Linked DNA regions of Sus scrofa: region 1 is linked to region 2. Evidence: chromatin contacts called from public HiChIP or PLAC-seq data. All regions are on one chromosome and are shown on one strand. The core of a region is the stretch at or near the end of the contact, and the rest is flanking DNA. Distances in the headings are between cores, read along the strand shown.

Region 1 (4,784 bases), core at 32-2,531, 250 kb after region 2:
GATGAGCTAGGGAGACCCAGAGAGGTGAGATGCAGAGGGAGTAGGTGAGAGAGCCAGGAAGGGGACTTGAGACAGCTGACTCCCCTCCACATCACTGCCGTTTTCAATTACGTTTTCTCATTTCCCCTCCTGTGTTTTGATTACTGCACTGTTTCGAGTGTTTCTTTTTCTAAGGAATCCGAAAGAAATGTGTAGCACCGCAGTGTGCACATTGCAGGCGCCCATTTCAACGTTCCCAGGAACACGACTAACACACACCCCCCTGCCCCCACCCCAGGAGCAGTCCGGCTGTGGGCTGAGGGCTGAGCGCAAGTGCACTTGGCCGGGTGGGCTTTGGATGGCCCGGTCACTCTTATTCGTGGCTTTTACAGCGTTGACTGTGAGACACTATTTCCAATTTCTCAAAGGCTTCAGCAGGAACCAGCCTCCCGGCTTTCTCTCTGCTCGCCCCCACCTGCCCCTCAACTCCTGCCTGGAGCCCTGTGGGGTGCAGCTAAGGGCCCCCGGGCGCTGCGACTCCCTTCCCTGGTCAGCACCCTTCTGCACCAGCGTGCATGGCTCACAAGGCAAACTCGAGGCCCTCTCCTACAGCTCCAGCCTGGCTCGCTCTGGCTCTGCCTGCCTCCCCATCTGCCCCATCTACCTCCTAGATTCGGGAAGTGCCCGCGGCTTGCCCCGGGGGCCCGCACCCACTCTTGGCCAAATGGCCAAATGCATCATTTCTGGCTCATTTCCAGGTTCTGGGCGCCGTCGGTGCGAGGCCCGGCTTGGAGCAGAGACCCGGCGCTGGGTCCCTCTGGGCCTTTTGCCCACCAGTGCGCCCTCAGCCAGGCCCTGGACCTGACCAAGTCACAGTCTCCTTGGGGGTCGAGCGGGGTGACAGCCTCCCTCGCACAGGGTCGAGGGGGCAGAGGAGCAAGCGGTGTGAAAACAGGCGGGTCAGAGGGAGCGCTGCGGGGGCGGCGGTCCGGCCGGACCTTGTCCTGCAGCCTCCAGGCCACCTGCCCGGGCGCCCTCCCCGAGGGGGTTGCTCGCTCCTCCGGCTTCTCTGGCCTCGGTCGAGCCAATCAACACGTCCGCGCCCGAACCGCGTGAGGCGGCGGCGGTAAAACCTGAAAGGGGGTCAGGGCGCACTCCCTCGCGGCCCGAGCTAAGGGTCGCGGACCGCGCAAGCCACGCGGGCGGCCGGAGGAGGCGGTCTGGCTCCTGAGGTCGCGCCGCGAGTGGCCTCCGCAGGTCGGCGCCCCGACCCCGCCGTCCTCACCCTCCCAGAGGCGCGATCGCAAAGCATCTGCTGCCATCTGGTGGCGGCGCCGGGGCAGCTGCCGTGCGGAGCGCGGAGGCCAGGCCAAGGGCGCGGGTCCCGCCTCGCTGACACCCCCCAACCCATCCGCACAGAGCCTCTTGCAGCCCCGCCACATAGCCAGGAAGCCCCACGCCTCTGCCCTCTCGCGCTGCTCTGGCTTCCCAAGCAGAATGGGAACGGCTGGCGGCGTCCCAGGAGAGGCCGTGTGGCGCAGTGGTCTTCGGCGCCTGGGCTTTGATGTCCGCACCTGCTCGTGGAGCCACCTCGGGCCCCCCCACCCCCCCTTAGAGGAGCTCTTCACTCTCTGAACCCCATTTTTTTCATCTGTAAAGTGGACCTAAAAAAGGTGCATGCCTGTGGAGCCTTCGGATTGCCTGGGGAGATTCTTGTCGAACTCAGACCCATGGTAAGAGTCATGCTTATAATTGTGAGTCATGATTATAATATAAATATTAGCTGTGGCTTTTGTAAAAGCCCAGACCGCCTTTCACACACATGCTCTGATGTCATCCTATCGCTCAGCCGTGTGGAACCTTGGTCATACCATGAATTTTCTGTCTCTCCATCTGTAAACTGGCCTCCACCCTTGGGTATGGTAGCCTGTGTAAAGACAGCCCCGTCTCTCCATGGACAGGTGCACCTGGTGGCATTTGCCTTCTGGGCCTTGTGCCTGTGAGCTCCCAGAGGATAATTCTCTGCCGGAATAAAAGATTCTCCCAGCCTCTATCCAAACCTGGAGGCTCTGCCTGGGGCCTTGTGCCTTATAGACAGGACCTGTTTTCTGAACTAAGAGGAATTCTTTGGTTTTTCTGGGAACTCCAGACCAGAGAGTCCAAGTTAGGGCTGGAGTTCCCTGGCAGCTCAGTGGGTTAAGGATCTGGTATCACTGCTGTGGCCCAGGTCACTGATGTGGTGCTATTCCCATCCCTGGCCCTGAAACTTACATATGCCTCGGGCATGTCCAAAAAAAAAAAAAAAAAAAAAAAATTAGGGGTCAGGCTCTTTGATCCCTCTCCAAAAAGAGGCCACACTGATGGGGATGCCACATCCTTACAATAATGTGATGGAATATTTAAGGAAAACAAGTTCTCCTTTAAAAAAGAAAAAAACTGCATCCATTCATGCACCAGGCACTGTCCCTGAGACTTGGGTCCAGTGTGCAGGCACACACCATGTCTTACACACGGTTCCAGTAGGCATACAGGTTTAATCACATCTCAGCATGCAGCAAGAGGGGGCCTGTAGAACTGGCGTGACAGCCAGGTACACCAGCTGGGTGAGGGGTAGTGCCTCCAGCAGCCGCTGCTGCCTTTCTGCCTCTGAAAATGCCGGCTCCAATTCCAAGGTATCAAATATTTGCCTAGCTGTTCAACATTTCTTTAAATAATATACTCGCGACTAATTCATATCTAGACTTGCCATCTTCATCTCTCCCAGGCCTCCCTCCTGGATTAGTGCGTCTTGTCTATTCTGCGAGAAAGGTGTCCTACATTCTAAAAATAGACCACAAAAGTCTGGACACCAGCATGCATAGTCAGCGGAGGCTTTTTTGCTTATCTGGAGGGCTGTCCTCTTGGGACAGCTGCATTAAAGCCCAGTGCGTCCGTGCATGGAGGAGGCTGAGTGCTCCCGAGACACGTGCTGGCTCCTGCCTTCCAAAAGAGGGCTAATCTGCTCCCCAAAATGCCCTGCCCAGCCTGGCTCTTTGACCTTTGAGGGGAGTGCACACCTCTTCCATCAGAGGCAAGGGTCTTTCTCCTCCAAAGATGTGTTTGTTTTACCCTTGAAGTTAGAAGCACAAGATGTCCCTGGATCAGCTAGGACTTGGCAAGAAACAGGGGGTATGTTCACTAGCGTCATTCAGGAAGAGTGAAAGGAATGTCTTCTTCTTTTTTTGCCACACTTGTGGCATGCAGAAATTCCGGGGCCAGGGATCGAACCTACACCATGGCAGTGACAAGGCTGGATCCTCAACCCGCTGAGCCACTGGGAAACTCTGAAAGGGACTTCTTTGCAAAAGGGAAGCTATGCAGGAAGGTCAGCACCCTGGGTCTGGTAGCAGGGGAGCTGTACCCCTGGGGCTGCAGGGCTGGAGGAGGAGGAACCACCTGACTCTGGAGGCCAAGCTGGCCAGAAAATGGTGACCTTGGGAGGAGGAGCCTGGGGAGTGGCCACCCCGACTACACTCCTATCCTTCCCACCAAGGCTCAAAGCCATTCAGAAGGCAGTGATGTGTCTGATGTGTTTGGGGGAGCTTCGGGGGGAGTTGTGCAGAGCATGGGGGGGGAGGGTGCAAAGGGGTCGGCAGGGCAGAGGGGAGACGTTCAGCTCCCTGTCCCCGTCCCTGTCCCTGTCCTGGGAGCGCTCCACCTCGCCGGCCTCCTCCGGTCTCTCCTTGTGCTGGCCATCATTTCTCTCTCGCTGTCTCACCATCTGTGTCTCTCCCTGACTCATCTCTTTGTTTTCCCTGGATCTAGTCTCCCTGCTTTCTGTGCTGTGAAGGGGGAGCGTGGGCTGGGGACCGTGTGCAGGGGGGCCCACAGCTCTTTTGCCTGTGGCCTGCCACCTGCCACAGTAGGCGCGAGAGCCCCTGGGCCCTGGGGACGGGGGTTTCATGTGCTCCTCAGCTCTGCCTTCGCTGAACTCTGCTGAAGCAGACCCATCAGCCTTACTTTCATGTTATGATTTCAAGGACTTCCTCATCCGCCTCCTTTCATCCTTCTTGCTGCCGTGGCCTGGAACTAGCTACGAGGAGTTCCCTGCTCCTGGAATCACCCCTAGCCGGCACCCAGCCCTCAGCGAGAGCTCCTCCTGTGTGCCCAGTCTGCACAAATCATGTGGGGTGCCCGTGCTCAGAGCACACGGTCCTGGTGGGGGCAGGACCCCGCCACCCATGCACTCATGCATTTGACAGAATGCGCCACTGTGCGTGGGCTCCGGGCCAGACCCGGGCTGTATAAATAGCAAGGAGGGATTTAGCGTCTGCTCTGGATGGAACAGATGGGGTGGTTGTGCAGCCCAGCGGATCAGCCCCTGTAAGCCTCAGTCTCCTCTTCTATGCAGTAGGGGTGACAATCCCTGCCCCACAGGCTGGCTTAGGGGTGATGTGAGACCACAGAAGGTCGCTATGACTAAGGGGCAGGGACTTCCGCCTCCCCCCTACCCCCGCCCCCGACCTGCCCATGAAAGAAAGTGGGCCCTCCCAGCTGGAGGGTAAGGAGCTTGCAGAGAGAGGGGCTGTGGATGCCCAGCTCAGAGAGCAGGAGGGCCAGGAGGCACAGATCTGGGCCCAGAACTCCAACTTCAGCTCTATTTTTTTTTTTTTTTTTTTTTTTTGCTTTTTTTAGGGCTGCACTCATGGCATATGGAGGCTCCCAGGCTGGGGGTCCAATCGGAGCGGTAGCCACTGGCCTACACCACAGCCACAGCCACGCAGGATCCAAGCCACACCTGTGACCTACACCACAGCTCACGGCAA
Region 2 (4,820 bases), core at 680-3,179:
CTATATTTTTTCTTTCTTTCTTTTTTTTTTTTTTTTTGTCTTTTCGCCTTTTCTAGGGCCACTCCGGCGGCACATGGAGGTTCCTAGGGGTCGAATCGGAGCTGTAGCTGCCAGCTTACGCCAGAGCCATAGCAACGCCAGATCCGAGCCACGTCTGCGACCTACACCACAGCTCACGGCAATGCCGGATCCTTAACCTGCTGAGCAAGGGCAGGGATCGAACCCACAACCTCATGGTTCCTAGTCGGATTAGTTAACCACTGCGCCACAATGGGAACTCCTTGTGCTGCTATTTTAAAATACCCATTCAGGAGTTCCCTTCATGGCTCAGCGGAAACAAATCTGACCTCCATGAGATGCAGGTTCAATCCCTGGCCTCGCTCAGTGGGTTAAGGATACGGTGTTGCCGTGAGCTGTGGTGTAGGTCACAGATGCGGTTCAGATCTGACATTGCTGTAGCTGTGGTGTAGGCCAGTGGCTACAGCTCCGATTCGACCCCTAGCCTCGGAACCTCCATATGCTGCGGGTGCGTCTCTAAAAAAACAAAAAGAATAAAAAATAAATTAAAAAAATAAAATATACATTTGGTAGTTTACATAGTATGGAACCCCAAGAGCAATTTCTCAAATTTAATCCCGTGGGCTCCTAAGTATTCTCAGACATCTGAAAATATGACATATTTTAGTTTTAATGCTCTGTTTCCATTTTGATAGTAATATACATAGAAGGTAAATGCTCAGTTCCAGGGCCTGTAGTCTTATGTTTAAGATCAAAATGACACAAGGTCACCACCCAAAGAAACTTAAATATTTCTCAAACTCAGGTGTGTGGACATACTCCCAGGATTCCCTGGGAAATTTTTTTTTTTTTCCTTTAAAAGGAGTTTATACTGTACTGAAAGTTGAGAACCACTGGCTTAGAATACATGGACCATATTGCTTTTATTTTTCATTATTTTTTTTCTTTTTGGCCATGCCAGTGGAATGCGTGGAATTTCCTGGGCCAGGGATCAAACTAGTGCCACAGCAGTATCCAGAGCCACAGCAGTGACAGTGGCCAAATCCTTAACCCACTGAGCCACCACAGAACCTCTCTGTATTGCTTTTCTCTCCAGAGCAGGGCCCTACCCAGGCCCAGCTCTCAGCAAAACTTAAGGTAGCTTCTAAGAGGCCTCCACCCAGGCCTTCTTGACACACTTCTTGAACCCAACCCCGGGGCAATGGGAATCAACTCCTTGCCTTCTAACTTTTTTTGTTCAACCTAAGGCCGGACCCGCGGCATAAGGAAGTTGTTCCAGGGCAAGGATTGAATCCCAGGCGCTCAGACCTGAGCCGTAGCCGTAGCAACAAAGGATCCTTTAACCCACTGCCCGGGGTGCCCGGGGGAATCTAACCGCTGGTCACTCTAGTCGGATTCTTAACCCATTGTCCAACGGCAGGAACTCCTCCTTGCCTTTCATCTTATTGACGGAAACTAATATGCCGAGCCTCTAGAAAACTCTGAGACCATCAAGTCCAACCCCACTAAGCAGAACGGGGAAAAGTGAGGCCCAGAGATGGGAAGTGCCTTAAGCGAGGTTGCACACCTAGCTAACAGCAGACAGAATAAGAACCTAAGCCTTCTATCCTTCAGTGCCTCAGATGGTCTGTAGAGAGCACTCACCAGGGACCGCAGAGACTCATTTCCTCCATCACCACCCCCCGCCCCGCCCCAACCCGTTTCCACCCACCCCGGGGGCCCAACCTCCCTCGAGTCCTCTCCAAGTCGACCCGCCTCTCTCTACTCCAGGCTTTCATAAGCATGTCACACCCCAACTCCAACCCTACTGCCTCTGGCCTTCCCTCGCCTAGAAAACACACGAACTGAAAAGAGCCCCACGGCGCTTTGTGCGGCGGAGTCCGCCCCAAGGCGCATGCGCCAACCTAGGTCGGCGCGCGTCGGTGACGTCACAGGGGCGCCAACCTCGAGTTTGGGGCAGCGACTCCAGCTAAAAGTAGGAGCGTGTTGGTATCAATGTAGCATACCGCGCGACTTCAGACACAGGAAACCTCTCCGCCACAAACTTTGGCGAGAGGCTTGGTAGTCGAGGCTGCTGAAGAAAGTAGAGGGAGGTAAAGAGGGAGCGACGCTGAAGGAGACGTCAGAAAAGCGCACCGGAAGCGGTCCGAGAATGAAGAGTAAGCCAGGTTGAGGGCCACGACTTTGGAGAGGGGTGGAGTGAGGTGTAAAGAGTCGGAGACTAGATGTGGGTGCTGGTGGAACTGTTGTGGGAATTATCCCTCCTTAACATAAATAAAACTAAGGCACGGGAGTCCCAGTGTGCCTGGCTCAGTCTCTGAGCTAGGGATTGATGGCAGAGCTGGAAGCAGGTTAATCTCGGGGGCGCTGCCAGTCGTGTGTGGTGCTAGAGGAGGGCCCAAGGCCCTGGCCGAACTTGGCCAGTACCTCCCTGGGTGGCCTGGTCAAGGCCCTGCTCCTCTCTGCAACCCTGTTTACCTTTGTGTAAGGTACTGATGAAGGTGCCTGCCCAGCCTGATGTTATGTGAGGGACTCTTCCCTAGTGTAAAGCTCAGGGAGCGTGCTGGGGAACGATATCACTAAACCAAAGCTTTGGGAGTTGAGCAGAGAAGAGGTGTGCCAAGGAGAGGAGCAAGCACCCAGGACAGTTATAGGCAGGGGAGTGACACCTTTAAAACTGGATTTTGAGGGCCACCTCTCTCACTTCCTATGTATGTGATCCAGTGTCTCAGCGTATCTGAACTTCAGTTTTCTTAGTATAGAATAGGAATAATAGCTCCTTTAAAGGATTGTTCAGAAAGTGTAATGAGATAAAATGTATGTAGCTTTAAATCAGGGGCATGGCAAGTAATGAGGGGTCACTAACTGTTAGATATCTATTGTTACAGAAAGGAAAAAAAAAAAAAAGACTTCCACGTCTAATGCTAGGAACCTATGACAAGCACAAAGTCATTCCGGGGGTTCCAGGCCCTGCAGATAGGTTTTAATCCCTATCTTCCATTGGAGGGAGAACCAGACTGTGTATATAAAACTTGTAACCCCTTTGGCTTGCTTGGTCCAATGTACCTGAGAAGCACAAAGAGAGCTGGGGCAGAATTTACAGAGTCTAGTATGAACCAGACTTTCTAATCTTTTGGCCCTTAAACCAGGTCTTTGTCTCATTTTTATTCCGTTCACACCCATATTCTGTCCTCAGTGTGTGGTTTTCTTCTTCAGACAAATTAAGAACCAGGAGGGAGTTCCCACCTTGGCTCAGTGGTTAACGAATCTGACTAGGAACCATGAGGTTTCAGGTTCCATCCCTGGCTTTGCTCAGTGGGTTAAGGATCCAGCGTTGCCATGAGCTGTGGTGTAGGTTGCAGACGCGGCTCGGATCCTGCATTGCTGTGGCTGTGGTGTAGGCCAGTGGCTGCAGCTCCGATTCGATCCCTAGCCTGGGAACCTCCATATGCCACGGAAGCAGCCCCAAAAATGGCAAAAAGACAAAAAAAAAAAAAATAAATAAGAAACAGGAGCGTAAGAGTTTTTAAAGATTGAAACCACACTGAGCAATATATATTTTGAGCTTGAAGATCTGTATTTTATCAGGTTAGGACACCATCAGTTGTATGATGCATCTCAATTTCATAGATATTAAAATGTGACAAGTCTTTTTTAAATATCTAAATGTTAACAAAATGTAGTTCCGACCTCCTTCATCCTGGAAATCCCTGTCTCATAACTTTTAAATGGGTTACATCTTTAGACTTCTAGAGCTCGGGCTCCTAACCTGTGGAATTTTAAACCAGTGCAACTCCAAATATGGTCTGCTGAGCTGCAGTAGCATCTGAGAACTTGTTAGAAATGCAGGATCTGAAAGTGGCACCCAAGACTCTTCATTGTAATAAGATCCCAGAGATTTTTTTTTTTTTTTTTTTCCCTTTTTAAGGCTGCACCTGCGGCATATGGATGTTCCTAGGCTAGGGGCGGAATTGGAGCTGTAGTTGCTGGCCTGCACCACAGCCACAGCAACGCCAGATCCACACCTCATCCGTGACCTAGACCATAGGTCCTTAACCCACTGAGCGAGGCCAGGGATCAAACCCACATCCTCATGGATTCTAGTCGGGCTTGTTACACACTGAGCCACAACGGGAACTTCCAAGATCACAGAGGTTCTTAACGTTTGAGAAGCACTATTTTAAAGCACACCTTTGGAACTTCTGGGATGGATGGACAGTAGGACAGGAGGCGTCCAGGAAAGTTTTGAAGCTATGCTCTTTGTACCATTGGTATCTTCTCTCCATGAATAAGCATGGTTATTTTCATGATTAGAAAAGGCTTGGGTCTTATAAGCCATAGTGATCGGAATTGTTTGTTTCATGTTTGTTTGTTTTAAATCCCCCAGGTGTGATCTACAATGCCTTTTCTCAGAAAGAGGCGAAAGAGTTCGATGTTCAGGTACAGTGCTTGGCAGGAGGTCTGGGAGCAACAGAGGTGATGGCAGACATGGCTCCGTGGCTTCTCCACCCGTAGGGCTGTTTTAGCCATCCTTTCCCACGTTTTACTCCTCACGTTTCCAGCAGACATGTTAGGCTTAATCGGGGTCTGTTGTTCCCCTGGGTCTCCCTTTCCATGCTACCAGAGTCAAGTTGGGTTAACTGGAACTCAGGATCAGTGTCGTCTCCCACTGTGTAGGGGACACCGGGCTGCGCTCACCTGGAAGCTGCTGTGGCAGGCACTGTCTTTTGACCTTGTTACTGTGCTCCCTTCACTCCTGAAGAGGCCAGGCAGGTCACATTTCCTAATTGTCATTTATGGAT

The links. HiChIP or PLAC-seq counts read pairs in DNA pulled down with a chosen protein or histone mark.
Region 1: a contact with region 2 is called in an H3K27ac HiChIP or PLAC-seq map of skeletal muscle, with 4 times the contacts expected there. The contact joins the enhancer-like site here to the promoter of POP4 in region 2. A contact is called at or near these places in 14 of 47 Hi-C or Micro-C datasets (brain, embryonic fibroblasts, fetal heart ventricle and 8 more) and 1 of 2 datasets of contacts at active chromatin or transcription factors (skeletal muscle).

The regions. Positions count from the first base shown.
Region 1 is chr6:39,983,705-39,988,488 of Sscrofa11.1, forward strand. No RefSeq gene overlaps it. Among named protein-coding and RNA genes, the nearest start is that of URI1, 57 kb to the right of the region's middle. Within about 2 kb of position 1,282, at least 16 of the 83 cell types and tissues checked have an H3K27ac peak or open chromatin away from gene starts, as enhancers often do. A contact at or near this core is called in retroperitoneal adipose tissue, skeletal muscle and undifferentiated spermatogonia, where this site is marked.
Region 2 is chr6:39,732,594-39,737,413 of Sscrofa11.1, forward strand. It overlaps POP4 (ribonuclease P protein subunit p29), which reads left to right and starts at 1,930. Exons shown (of 7, transcript XM_003127004.4): 1 at 1,930-2,177; 2 at 4,406-4,458. The coding sequence starts at 2,171.